3 separate regions of the Mus musculus genome follow, and regions 1 and 2 are each linked to region 3. Evidence: chromatin contacts called from public promoter capture Hi-C data. All regions are on one chromosome and are shown on one strand. The core of a region is the stretch at or near the end of the contact, and the rest is flanking DNA. Distances in the headings are between cores, read along the strand shown.

What was found. Promoter capture Hi-C pulls out the DNA fragments that hold promoters and counts their contacts. Capture Hi-C pulls out chosen DNA fragments and counts their contacts.
Region 1: a contact with region 3 is called in a promoter capture Hi-C map of adipose tissue. The contact joins the promoter of Six6 here to the promoter of Dhrs7 in region 3. A contact is called at or near these places in 2 of 39 promoter capture datasets (the C10 cell line and embryonic stem cells), 2 of 484 Hi-C or Micro-C datasets (both in embryonic stem cells), 3 of 115 datasets of contacts at active chromatin or transcription factors (embryonic stem cells and stem cell-derived neural progenitor cells) and 4 of 9 other capture datasets (adipose tissue, embryonic stem cells, liver and 1 more).
Region 2: a contact with region 3 is called in a promoter capture Hi-C map of liver, with 3 times the contacts expected there. The contact joins the enhancer-like site here to the promoter of Dhrs7 in region 3. A contact is called at or near these places in 3 of 39 promoter capture datasets (hippocampal neurons, liver and stem cell-derived epiblast-like cells) and 10 of 484 Hi-C or Micro-C datasets (cerebellum, cerebral cortex, cortical neurons and 3 more).

The regions. Positions count from the first base shown.
Region 1 is chr12:72,936,853-72,941,688 of GRCm38.p6, reverse strand. It overlaps Six6 (sine oculis-related homeobox 6), which reads right to left and starts at 1,807. Exons shown (of 2, transcript NM_011384.5): 1 at 1,062-1,807; 2 at 1-62. The coding sequence starts at 1,633.
Region 2 is chr12:72,282,294-72,287,151 of GRCm38.p6, reverse strand. The region is part of intron 3 of Rtn1 (reticulon 1); the gene reads left to right. It overlaps Gm52013 (a long non-coding RNA gene), which reads right to left. Exons shown (of 3, transcript XR_003950281.1): 3 at 3,727-4,858. Among named protein-coding and RNA genes, the nearest start is that of Gm52013, 25 kb to the right of the region's middle. Within about 2 kb of position 1,696, at least 38 of the 459 cell types and tissues checked have an H3K27ac peak or open chromatin away from gene starts, as enhancers often do. A contact at or near this core is called in cerebellum, cerebral cortex, cortical neurons and 2 more, where this site is marked.
Region 3 is chr12:72,662,265-72,666,705 of GRCm38.p6, reverse strand. It overlaps Dhrs7 (dehydrogenase/reductase (SDR family) member 7), which reads left to right and starts at 1,878. Exons shown (of 7, transcript NM_025522.5): 1 at 1,878-2,077. The coding sequence starts at 1,945.

The DNA.
Region 1 (4,836 bases), core at 558-3,057, 280 kb before region 3:
TTCCCTCACCCTCCGAGCGTAGCACCCGCCCGGGGCCCTGCGACAGAACCTGCTGCTGGAGTCTGGAGGGTTGGGGAGAAAGGGACACTGGTCACAGCAAGAAATCAAGCCGCCACATTGTACCCCTTTTCTCCGACCCGTCTACCTCCAGCTCCTTGTTAAGACTCTTATTCAGACCTTGACAAGCTGGGGAAGGTGAAGTGACCGGGTTTGGACCGATGCACCACAGCTCTTTCGCGGAATCCTGCCGTTGCCCCTCTCTGTCTGTCTGTATGTCTGTCTCCTTGTTTCTCAGCTCACTATGAATTCCGCCTTAGCCTCCCCAGATCTTTCTCATTTGTCACCCAAATGTTGGGAGATTTACTGGAGGATTGTCAGAAATCCTCCAGCGCAAAGCGGGACAGATAAGGCTTCAGGATACGAGATTCCTTTTCTAATACTACATCTCCCTATGGGTCATGCCTGAGGCTAGAGGATGCTTGAAGAGTTTGGGCCTGAGTTGCAAGCTCCAAAAGCTGGCGAATGAAAAGCATAGGCCGACTAGCTTGCTGGGTGGAGACAGGATAGTTGTCATGAGGAAACACGTCTTTCTGCCTCTTAGAATCTGAGACTCTCTGAAAACTGAAACCTTTTTCAGAGCATCAGGGAAGGATGCAGCCGGGATTTAAAAATAGAGCTAACTAAATAGGCTTCACTTGATGAGAGCCTGGGTCCATGCTAGTAAAAATTAGCTTTGGGCCTCTGGATTTCTGATTGATCCTGGGCTTTTAATCTTTCTCCCTCCCTCCGCCCCCGTTTCCCTAACTACAGCGACATTTTAGTTTGGTGACCCACATCAGCTGCTGCAGTGACCCCCAAAACCCCAAGAACCAGGGGGGGGGGACGGTGGGGAACCAGGAGCCTGCATAGGAATCTAGAACACAGTGGGCTCATAAACCCAAGACAGACTGCATTCCCAGCTCCCTTTGAATTTGGGTCCCTGGACACCAGGTAAGGGCCAAGAATGCCTCCTCCCGCCCCATCCCGGTGTGCACCAAGCCTAGAGGCCTGCTGGTACTGACCTGTTTTTGGCTGCAGCTGCCCGGTCTCTTTGTCTGCGGTTTTTGAACCAGTTGCCCACCTGTGTGGGGGTCAGTCCGGTTGCCTGGGCGAGCTCTCGCTTTTTGCTGGGGTTGGGATATGGGTCCTGAAGGTACCACTCTCGAAGCAGGTGCCGCGTGCGCTCCTTGAAGCAGTGAGTCTTCTGTTCGCCATCCCAAATGGTCCGCGGCAGCGGGAACTTCTTCCTTACTCGGTACTTGTCTACTGGCCCTAGGGGCCGTCCACGCAGCTTCTCTGCCTCCTGGTAATGCGCTTCGAGCCACAGCGCCTGCAGCTTGGCGTGCGATTCCTTAGTAAACTTATGATTTTCCAGGATATGATAAAGCTCGCGGTAGTTGCCACCGTGGAAAGCCACGATGGCTCTCGCTCGCAGCACCGACTCATTCTTGTTAAGGGCTTCACAAGCTGCTGGGGCCACGGGCAGCGACCATAGGAAGCGACCTAGGCGCTCCACGTCGCCGCTTTCCTCCAGGGTCTCACATACCCCGGCTACTTGCTGGGGGCTGAAATTCAAAATGGGCAGCTGGAACATCGAGGCTGCGCGGGCGCCCCGGGTGGGACACGCAGCAGATGCCCGCGGGCCGAGCGGGGTGCGGCTGGGGGTTACAGAGTCGGGGGGAGCCTTCCCGCCTGGAAGAGCTGTGGGTTGGGTTCGGCTGCGCTTGCTCAGCTAGGAAAAGCCAGCCAGCTAGACCGTGCCGCTACTGGGGTGGGCGGATTGGAGACGCGGGCGCCATGGAGACCCCCTGTCAGTCACTAGGCTGCTCTGCCAATCAAGGCTGCGACTAGAGCGCCCCGGTCGTTTCAGCACCTCCCCAGAATCGACAGCGCCCACGGTTTGCCGGGGAGACTGCTGAACCTGAAGAATGAAAAAAGAGGTAGGAGTGGCTGGAACGCACACGAAATCCGCAGCGTCTCACCCTCCGGGCTCCCCCTGTCCAGCCCCTCCCTCTTGTTTTCCCACCAGAGAGGTAGGATGCTGCAGGAATTCACTTTGGGAGCGATGCTATGCCGGGGTCGAAAGGACTCCAGAGGACAAAAGAGGACTGGGAGAAACAAACCCTTTGAGAAAGTTTAAACATAGGGAAGCGACAACCCCCCACCCCCGGGAAGAGCATGCACCAAAGGGACAGGGAGGGGAAGTGGATCCTCTCATTTTTTTTTTCCCCAGGCACCCATTCCTGCCTGTCTGCCGCTTACCATTTCCAGCTGCATAGGAAGCAAGCCGGGAACAGAAGGAACAGAACCACAGATCTGTAGTAGAGGTCAGTTTGGACTCTAACTTTGCTCCCTTCAAAGGTCCCTGGAACTGTTTTATATGGCGGCAAGGACACACAGACACACACAGACACACACAGACACACACACACACACACACACCATTTGACAACTAGGTGCTAATCACGGAGTCTAACTCCAAGAAATGCAAGCTGTAGGGGCTTCTGACTAAATAAAGTTATCCTTCATAGACCCCCTCTCTCCAGTTCAGTGGACTTGAACAAATGGGCAGCAGCCACATCTAGAGTGAGAAGCCATTCTTAGGTCAAGACAGCAACTTAAAAGCCTACTTCAAAGATCCTTTAAAAACAGATTTGATTCTCTCATGGCAGGCTGATTTTGCCTCTGTCTAGAACTTACAACTCCTGGGGCGGACATAGAAACCGTGTGGTTTTTTTTTTTTTTTTTTTTTTTTTTTTTTTTTTTTTTTTTTTTTTTTTAGATCAGAAGTGCCAGCAAGATAAAGTGCAGGCTGCATCCCACAATGCCGTGCAGTTAAGGTGGCAAGGTAGATTGGTCAGAGCCACGGGTCACTGACCCCTCCTGCAGAGAGCATGGGCCTTTTTTGGCACTCTGCCTTCTGGCCAATAGATTGAATTGGCAACATTTATTGATTCCCAATTGACATCCACATCATACCGCTTTCTGGGGCTTCCGTCGAGGAAACCACGATCTCATGTAGCCATGGACGGGGCTTATTAGTTGGTAGAAAGGAAACACTGGGTATAGGTGCCCCCCCCCGCCCCCCCCCCAAAAAAAATCAGACGACAAGGTTCATCCCTGAATTGGACTGGGGCTAGCTGTCTTTTCTTTAGTATCAAGTACACGTTGTATGCGGCTTGTACAGATTGAGTAAATCAGAAGGCAGATAGATAGCACAGATGGTTGGATGTGTCGGGTCAGATCACACCACGCCTGAGTGCAGGGTAAAGCTCGTTCTGACGGAAAACCCTGATATTATTTTCACAGATCTTCACAGTTCGCGGGGGGGGGGGGGGTAGCAGAGGGAAAGGGGTGGGGGGTGGGGGGGAAACCCTGCAACCATTCCTATCATTTCTGTGAGATTGCCAGACGCCTCATCCGAGTTGCTTTTTTCTGAAGCGTTCATTTTTCTTGAAGTGCTACAGGATAGGGGCAAAATAAGGATGATAAGGTAGTGAGAAAACACAAACCTTCTCTGCCTGGGCGCAACTTCTAAATTAGCCCCAGGGACACATTTTAGTGAGAAACGTGGCTTACAGTAGTCCTAGCCCTCTTGAGGGAGAGGGAGAATCTCTGGCAGAAAAAGGCCCGGGGCTTTGAGGGCAAAGCGGGGATCAAGCAGGACCTCGGGGAAACAAACAGTTTTCCTCTCTGGTCATGGAAGAAAAGCATACTCTAGCTCAGGTTTGCCGGCCTGGCCTTTTTCTCTTTTCGCACCTTGGCAGAATAGCTTCACCTCTATCCTGCATTCTTGGAAACCTGCTGAGATTCTATCCGATTTACAAGCGGCCTCCAGGGTCACCCCCAGCGCCTTAGCAAGTGCACAAAATTTAAAAGCCGCAGGTTGCGGGACAGGGGAGACACGGACTGAGTTTTTTCCCTTAACCTTTGTAAGCAAGTCGTTTTAATTTTCGGAGTCAAGACGCCCCATCCGGGAAAAGGTAATATTTATCCTATTGCCCACTTCTTGAACAGCAGCTCTGTATGTAGGAGATAGAGGACACTGGGCCTTTGCGTGTTTGAAGTCCCAGCTGGAAGCTGGGGCTCAAGGTCGGCTGTCTGTCGGAAGACACCCAGAAGGTGCAGGCAGAGCTTGGCAGAGTGAGGGCCCTAGAGGAAAGGGCTCTGGGGCCAGAGATCAGATCTTCAGCTCTCTTTAGGGACTTAATTTAAAAATAGTAACTCAAAAGAAATAAACGGGCCTAAGTCACTTTGGAATCTTGATCACTGGGTTCACCTGGAGAAAAACTGGGAGACAAGGGGGTCAATCCCATCCCGGGGAAAGAGGAAAACTTCGAGTGTGTGTGTGTGTGTGTGGGGGGTGTCTTAGAAATGACTTGGCTGTGCAAAAAAAAAAAAAAAAAAAAAAAAAAAAAGACTCCGCAGCCCTCATCCTACCTGCAAGCACTTTGCTTGCCAGGCAAAAAGCTACACCTTTCAGCTGACTTTTCTTAATTAAAAAAAAAAGTGTTTAAAAGGGGGGGGGCGTTATGACAGCTCTCTACTGATGCCCCCTTCACTATCCATTTCGTTATTTAGTTTTATTTTTTTTCAGCAAGCCTGTTGGGGTGCCTTCTACCCCACGCTTTACAGGGAGACCCACAAACAGTTTAATTCAGGCCAAGAATCTAGAGATGTCGATTTTGCTGTCAGTTTTAGTTTGAGGGCAGGATGCCCAGAACAATGTGTAGTGGTAAAGCCCAAGGGCAGATTATAACTGCTAAGATTTAGATATAACTCCTTTCCCCAGCTTGT
Region 2 (4,858 bases), core at 447-2,946, 380 kb after region 3:
CTTGTCTCAGCGGTGGGAAGGAGGCGTGCTACTGGAAGGACTTGACTGTTTGCTGTTTCTTCTTTACCCACGTCACACCTTTTTAAAGCCCATGGGCAGGATTTGAGACGCATTGACAAGGAACTTCTGCCCATTAACAATATATATTTTGGTAGCAGGTAAAGACTGACTCTTCAAATACCTGACTCTAACTAATGATTTGGAATGAGTCTCCATAATCTATACATTGAGATATTTAAAAATGATCTCTAAGCAAAATTTCAACTCACAGATTAGAATAACAGGATGAGTTTTCATTTATAACTTGGCAGAATTTAGCACTAGGATCCTGTCATGTTGGTTGTATTGGTTTTGGGGGAAGTATTTTAAAAATAAAGTTGCTATCATGGAAATGTTTCAATGTGCATATCCAAAACCAGAAACATTTTTCTTGCATAACCTCAGAACTATTGATACTTTAAATAAATATGTCATATTTCTCTAATACTCTTCCAATTCCCCCCTTTCAGTTGATCTATTTTAATTAGCATGTGAGCAAAGGTGTCTTAAATGATGACAGAAATCAGGGCAACGCTCTGTGTGCTAGTTGGTTATTAGGTAGGGCTCCTTTGTCTATGACAAACATTTTTTACCAGGAAAGTTTTTACACATAGAGAATCATTATGAGATTCTTCACTGTTCACATGGTTGTATGACTCTCTTATTAGCTCTGCTCTTGACTTTTTGGTGACCAAGATTTCATAGTCTTTATACTTCTGATTTAATGAGAAAATCAGAGACTATTCCGTGACTCCTCTTCTCTGGGAGGAAGCCTTGAAGAACCCAGGCAAAGTGGATGGCCAATATGCTGTGACATTGCGCTGCTTATAAATCTCGAGAGTATCTTCTCCTCTGACTGGATAGCCACTGCACTTTGTAAGTGTTATTGAGTCTGACTTTCAGCTGACAAGACTTTCTGGGGCATCCCCCAGAGAGCCGGATGCTGCAGGGTTACCAGCAGAGTCACCACCGTGGGTTAGTGAGAAACTAACAAACACCCGATCTAAAACTGGAGCGTTTGGAACAGTGTGTTTACACCTTACGCAATGCCGGTTGTATTTCAACATTTTCCAAAAATATCACACAAAGGTATTTAGAAAGAAGAAAAACAAATCTGGTTTGTAAAGTGTTTGTCTGAGGACTGCCACTGTTGCCATGGGATTCACAGAAGCAGATTTTCACGGCTTCATCAGACCGAGCCTGTTTTTTGAACAGGTTCCGGGGAGAGTGGGCTCCTGCTGCCCTGTTCTGGGTGTTTTCGTTAGACTTAACTCAGCCTTAGGAATATCAACATTTCCTTTGTACAAAAAGTACATTGGGTGATAATGCCTAGGTTTGCTTTTAGCAGACAGCTTTAGCGATACCAGATTTATTTTCCTATCTGCTGCTTGTTTCTAAATAGACATCATGTAACCAGCTTCACACGGCTCGTCTTGGAGCATAGGCAAATGTTAGCTTAATATTTGAGTGCCATCTGCTGTAAGTTCCATGGCATTCAAGCCCATCTGGCTTCCGTGCGGCAAGTCCCCTTTCTTTTTAACATCTCAGTAGAACGCAGCCCAAGCCTCGCACACTGATGGGGCCGACTCTTCCACTGATCACCGCATGGGGCTGCTGTCCAAGGATCATGTTCTCTTGGCTCTCCATGCACCTTTCCCGGAGACTTGTGCTTCAGCTTCGGGAAGCACGTGCAAGCGTGTGATGTAACTAAGCAGTCAGTGTGTTCCTAAGTCCCTTTGCTTTATCTGAAATAGCAGTCTGACTCTCAGTGGGTGAACATTTGCCACCTCAGTAAAGTTACTGAATAAACGATTATTAAGAACAGAGTATATGCTGGGCTTTTTAGAAGACATTGGAATGGAGGGAGTGGAGAACAGGAAGACTGTCTGCTGCCCTGACATCCCATCCATGAAGGAGATTAATGTATCCACACAAATGAACCCAGATAACTCAGAGCAAGGTGGTGATAGGCAGTGTGAAGTTAAGTCCAGTCCAGAGGTATAGGCAGTCTGGTTCATTTCTCTTGACCTACTTTTACTAGCTTTGAAGTCAAGTTGATCTGAACACTGAACATCATGAGAAGACTAATATTTCTATCAGTAGTTGTGGTAGGAGGTTCTAGAGTCAAGCAATCAGAATTGTAAGCAGGTCATGTAGGCTCATCTTTATTTACGTTATTAGACGTGTCTATACCCACACTCTCATGGATTCCTGAATCAAGTACATAGGAATTCCTGGGTAGGAGCTGAGGAGCCTAAGGTGACTAAGACCCAGTCCTTGAAACCAGACATTGGTAGAGACATGCAGCTAAAAATGATGTCACAAAACATTCCAGGCACACTGAAGGCCACACTTACCCCGGCCTCTCTGTGTTGCTGACTTACACTGCAACAGCTGAGCCGTATCTGTATTCATATCTTTCTGTACTTATTTATCCACAGCTTCCAAAATCTGGGGGCCGGGGGATTATTAGTGGAATATTGATCCCGTTCTTCTTCCCGTTCCCCTTTACTTCAAAGGAAGAGATTAGGTTGTCCAAAAGTAATAACAGTATTTGTTTGGTTTACTGGGGGTGGGGTGGCAAATACAGAAATAATTGTTGCTTCAATTGCCCGAGTACCAGTTTCAGATGCTGAAATGATGACACACTACTGCGGGGGGTGGGGTGCAAATGTGTTTTCTACCTGGCTTCTCCCTGTTATGTGGTACATTTGGAGTTACTGCATAGCTTGAGAAACTCAACAGACCTTTGTATAACTGAAATTAAACATTTAACCTCCATAGAGGCCATCAGGGATCAGGTACAAAGTGGGGCAGAGAGGAGGGATGGAGGAAGCTGCACATTCGTATTGGATTGTTCATACTCCCCAGCCTGAAGCCAGGAGCCTGCAGTAACCTGTGTGAAAGCAAAAGTAAAATTGAGTTTGGGGACTAGGGAAAAGCATTGCATGTCCTCTTATTGTATGCTCTTAGGAGTGTTTTTTTAACACAGTAACTCCAGATACCAAGGAGATTTAGGCCACTCCTATTCTTTTGACTACAGAGAGTGTTTTCTTTCAGTCTTATATTACTCAATAGAACCAGAAAACTATTTGTTTGGCCAATAAAAGCTGCACAAACTTCATCTCACTGAACATTCATAATAAGGGCCTGGTTTTCTGATTAGCCATTTCTTTCTACCCCCAGCCCAGTGTGCATGGTTGGCATCAAATACTGTGCTTTTTTGGAGGCACAACTTTCCAGAGAGGCAGACTCTCCTACCGACCATGGTGTTGCTGGTCCCCAACTACAAGGCCAGCATGATGTCTCTCTGGCTGCCCCACTGGCGTGCCCTTGAGTCCTCTTGCCTCTCTGTGGCTGGCAGTTAGATTGTACCGCCAACATCCATCACATCTCTACTGTCTGCACAGGCAACACTGAATTAAAACTAAGAAGCCAGCTTTCCGTCCACTGCATAACCAGTCTGTGAGGTGGGGATGTGTGCTGGTGTTCAGGATCTAGTAACTCAGGGCTTCTAAAGCCTCAAGAGCACAGGCCTTTTGGTGTTGGCAAGTTTCAAACTCTGAGCATTTCTGTTTCCCCTTCCCCTGGTGATGGACCCTGTATACTCATTCATTTCATCCTCCCAAAGACAGAAAGAGCAATCTGCCCACATCAAAATCATTAAACATCGCATGGCATTTGCAGTTTTTTTTTTCAATCTTTCAGTAGATCTTTGAATCTGACAGAGGTCTGGCTGTTCTTGGGGGCAGTGATTCTAAAGTGAAGATTCATGTTCAGAGGTTCTTATCATAGCGTAGTCCCTTTCTCATGGTGTGCCTTTAGGCACCAAAACGCCATCCTGAGTTGACATACTTCAGTTAGCAAGAACAGTTAGCCAGAAGCATAGCCACAGAAGCTGAAGAGCAGGGTCAGTCCACCTAGAGACTTCCCCGGACCTACGGGCTCTGATGGAGTAGGTCTGCACGCTTGTTTTTGGCAGGTGGTACTGTCTACACGTTGAGTTTTATGGTCTGAATGGTACGCCCATCATGACGTCAGTTGTGCTAAGGTCTGGGGCTCTATTACACTTTTGTAAAATTCAGTCGTGCTCTTGTCCCAGCAGACGTGTTGACGTGAATCCTCCGGCTGCTGACAATTACTTCTGGATCTCCACGGTCCATGTGAAAACACACCTTTTCAAAGAGGGAGGTTTTGTTTTTGTCCTGAGAACAATCTTGGAGAGCATTGAACCCACTCAGGTCGCTCTGCAGATGGGTTGAGCAAGGAACAGGCAGCTATGACTGAATCTCGAACCAACCGGGACCAGCAGACTACAGCTGGTGACTGTTTTATATCAGATCTATTCAGACACAATCCACAAGCCAGAAAATTCACCATTCTGACATCCATAGTCCACGGGTTATTTCTTCATTTACGCTCCTGTCACCACAGTGTAACATTTCCAGTATTCCTGACGGAAACTCTGCCCTGTAGCTCACTCTTCCTCTGCCTCCTCTCTTGAAGGCCCCGCAAATCACTAATCTGCCTTCTAGTTCTTCAGAGTTGCCTGTTATGCGTATATTTCAGATAGGAGTCAAATAATATGTGTTTATTTGTATCTTATTTTTTCTCTTAAACATCAGTTTGTAGCAGGTGTCAATATGACACTCTTACAGCCGACTAACACTCCATACAGGAGATACAACACATTGTTTTTACCCAGTCATTTGAATGGGTTGTTCCCATTTTTTTTCTATTTTGAATAACTCTGTACCATGAGCCTTCATGTGAAGATTTTTGTGAGGATACATGCTTTCATGTACTTTTACCCAGCAGT
Region 3 (4,441 bases), core at 629-3,128:
ACTGTTTTAAAAGTGAATTTTTTAATATGATGATTATGAATCATCCTGGTTAGGAGTGCTTCCTCCAAACCAACATGTGCAGTTATTGTGTTCAACTAAGTGTTCCGTTTGTTAACATAAAACATTCTGAGTTTGAGGCAGGTGATCTCTCTGAGTTTGAAGCCAGGGTGGTCTCTATAGTGAGTCCCAGCACAAGCAGTGCTCCGCGGTGAGAGCCTGAAATGAAACAAAACAAGGCAAAAAAAGTCATGTTAGTAAAGCTTTTTTTGTTTGTGTGCATGAATGTTTTGTCTGAAAGTATGTTTGTGCACCATGTGAGTGCCTGATGCCCTCGGAGGTCAGAGATGGGAAATGGATCCCCTGGGACAAGAGTTACCAACAGATGTGAGCTGCCATGTGGGTGTGGAAATTGAACCCAGGTTCTCTGCAAGAGCAACAAGTGCCTCTAACAGCAGAGCCACCTCTCCAGCTCCAGTACGGAAAAACACTCTAAAGCTCTGCCTTGGCACTTCGACACTCAGCACCCACCCGGGTCTAATCCCTAGGGGTGGACAGGAAGAGATCATAGCTTCCTGCCAGTCTCCCAAGCCCAATGTCCCAGTCTCAGATCCCTCATCCCCACAGCTTGGGGTTGTGACCCATCGGAACACTAGATCCACTGCAGTCCTGTCCTTTTACAGAAGGGGAAACATTTGGGATAAGATTCATCATGAGACTCTGTGTGGTATTTTAAGACATCTTATTACAAAAGTAATGTGCTACAAAATAAAAATAAAATTCACATGGCCCAGGTGATACGTCAATTAGAGCAATTCTTGACCAATATTATTCCAAATGGCAGTCCAAAAGTTTAGCTAACTGACATGCACCTTGAACTATACCACAGCAATTTCTGATTAACACTAGTTCAAATATTTCCTGCATAGATCACTCTAAAGATGCAAAATATAGACCTTTGTAAACCTTTTCTCACTGCAATGAAAAAAGTGACAATTCAGCTGGGCGTGGTGGCGCACACCTTTAATCCCAGCACTTGGGAGGCAGAGGCAGGCGGATTTCTGAGTTTGAGGCCAGCCTGGTCTACAAAGTAGAAACAGAGAAACCCTGTCTCGGAAAAAAAAAAGTGACAATTTATAAAAACAATACTAACAAACACAGAAGAAAGAACAGAGCAATTAGTGTGCACAGAGGCCTTTCCATATTCAAATGCTGTCAAATGATAATGGCATCATTTACAAACGGTGGCAGGAGGACACCAACCTGAGTGTTTTTAGCTCCTGGAACTTAGCAACAGTTGCCTTCTAGCCCAGTTAGTTTTATGTTCTGATTACTCTGGGCCATGATAGCCAACTTTTGGCCAAATATGAGTATCATTTGTAATGTTTTTCTAAATATAAGCGGCCAGTCCACGAGGGCAACCCAGTTCAAGTGCTGAGTTACTTCGGTATGCTTATCTCAGTCCACAAGCTTAAAGTGAAAGGAAAACAGATTAGGAAGAGTGAGTGAGGGTTTGGCTCAGCTTTTGGGAGCTTGCCCAGCGCGAAGAAGGACCTGGGCACAATTCCCAGCGTGGAGCGGGGGATGGGGCCTCGGGGTCGGAGCGGGCAGTGATCAAAGTTTTGTTTTGTTTCTCGCCAAGGCACCACCAAAGCCCTGAAAAGTCGTCCTAAAAACAGCTGTTAAAGACTCCTTCATGCCCTCACAAATCTTGTTGACTGCTCTCCCAACAGCAGTTTCCCAAGATTCCATGCCTTCTATTGCAACACCCCGGCAGTCTTGCACGCAGTAGGGACGCGCAGAGACGCCGTGGTGCAGCCCGGGACACAGATGGAGCCCCACCTTCGGGGACTCGCTAGGCGGAGCCCCGGGTTGTGACCCGCCGCGTAGAGGGCGGGCGCCGACTGTCTTCCGCTTGCGGCAGAGTCGGGTAGGCAAGGGACAGCGATGAGCTGGGAGCTGCTGTTGTGGCTGCTGGCGCTGTGCGCGCTGATCCTGCCCCTTGTGCAGCTCTTGCGCTTTTTGCGGGCGGATGCGGACCTGACCTTGTTGTGGGCTGAATGGCAAGGGCGACGCCCAGGTGAGCATCCTCTACAGCCTGGGCTCTAAGGAAGATCAGGGCCGAGGTCCCTCCCAGCTGTTGCCAAGCTGAGCCTTGACCAAGGGCTGAGGGTCCGGGAGGAAGAGGCAGGGGCTAAACAGGCAGTACCCACTCTGTCGCTTGTCTTAATTCGAAAATGGCCCTGATTTGTTACCCAGACTAGGATAGAAAACGTCAAACCCCAAGAGAGCGCTGCAATTCTCTGATGCCTGCAAGACACAGACTTCTTCCGTAGGATCCCCGGACACTCTCAGGGAAGGCACCATGGAGAGCAGAGTGTGTCCCTTGCTTTCTAAGAGGCCGGAACATTCTTTGATCCTGCACTTTTTACTTTCCCGGAAGCACCCAAAGAAAATTTGGCCTGAATCACTTACTCACCTGCTCACTTGGTTAAAATTTTCGCAATAGAAAGCGCTGAGCTGGCTTTTTGCCAGGAGGGAGATCATTCTGTGTACAGTAAGGCACGTTTCGCCCGCTCCACTTCGATCTGCAGCTTGCGTGGTGTTTAATGTTCACTTAATACATGATTCACATGCTCCGATATATCAGTTCACAGATGCTGCTGGGTGTTATGTCACGTTGGCAGTGTGTTCAGCAGGCCACAGACAGCCTCTGACCTTTGGCGTTAACAATTCTGATGACATGGGCACTCTTCGTATTGTTTTTCAGTTAAAGACATTGACAGAGAAACTCAAAGCCTCCCTAGGTAGGCTTTTCTGATCCTTAAAGGACTAAGTGGGATTCCACTGTTCGTGGTGGAAAATACACAAAGCACCCGAACAAAAATGCTTTGAAGTAGCTGGTGGCTCAGAAGGTACTGCATTCAAAGTCAGCAGGGCAGGAGTAGGTGACAGCTGGATCTTGGATTTTATGTCCCTCCCAGATGTTGGCAGGCATCCTTGCTGTCTTTTCTCTGAAGCTGCATTGCCTTGGCTCAAACAGTTGCAGTACTGACAAATGCAACTGCACAGTGTGCTTGTGGATTCAGCGCTGCAAAACAGGAGAGGGCATGGCTGTGACTCGGAGACTGTCAGTGTTGAGGGCAAGAATCCTAAATACCCCATACATCTTTTAACTGTAACTCTCCACTGAGCACCATTGAGACAGATGGATGTATCTGTAAGCTCACGGTCAATAGCAGCCTGTGGATGTTGTTTGTGTTTGGCCTCATTTATTTAAATGGAAGATTGAGTTAAACTCAGTTTATAAATTATGTGACTGTATAAAAGTTATTAACACATTAATTATGTCTGAAATGTAGGTGTGTTTAGTCTTTTTTTTGCGGTGTAATTTTTTTATTACATATATTCTTCATTTACATTTCAAATGCTATCCCCAAAGTCCCCTATACCCTCCCTCCGCCCTGCTCCCCACCCAACTCACCCACTCTCCTGCTTCCTGGCCCTGGCATTCCCCTGCACTGGGGCATATGATCTTCGCAAGACCAAGGGCCTCTCCTCCTATTGCTGGCCAACTAGGCCATCCTCTGCTACCTATGTAGCTAGAGACACAGCTCTGGGGGGGGGGTACTGATTAGTTTATATTGTTGTTCTACCTATAGGGTTGCAGACCCCTTCAGCTCCTTGAGTACTTTCTCTAGCTCCTTCATTAGGGGCCCTGTGTTCCATCCAATAGCTGACTGTGAGCATCCACTTATGTATTTGCCAGGCACTGGCATAGCCTCACAAGAGAGAGCTATATCAGGGTCCTGTCAGCAAAATCTTTCTGGCATATGCTGTAGTGTCTGGGTTTGGTGGTTGTATATGGGATGGATTCCCGTGTGGGGCAATCTCTGGATGGTCCTTCCTTCCGTCTCAGCTCTGAACTTTGTCTCTGTAACTCCTTCCATGGGTATAGAGAAGACAGGACGTAGGGAGGGTGTGGCCTCTGTCTCGCGCTGGAGAGAAGCAGCTTCCACATCGTGTGAGGGATGAGGCAGAGAGTGGTGCAAGGCCTTGGGAGAGATTTCTCAAGCTGGCATTAAACTCTGGGTTTCTTGTCAACTCTCAGAGTCTGATTTTTTTTTTTTAAGTCGTTGTCAGATTCTATGGAAACACTAAGAAAAAAAAAAAAAGGATGCTAGATTAAAGGACGGGAAGATAGGTGTTAGATCTGTGATCATGTGGGCATAAAACGAGCCGCTGGAGACCATTTTCACTCAGGCTTTACATAATAGGTGTTTATTGGTGTAAACAAGGTTGGACTCTGTTAATTTAGGCTGATTAGTAACAGTTACAGCGTAAATGAATGGTGTGTAGGGTAATGTGTAGACAAGCTTTTAGCAAGCAGTTGTGAATGGCTAGCTGAGCACACAGCCTCTCATTCATTCAAAGTCTTTGGTCA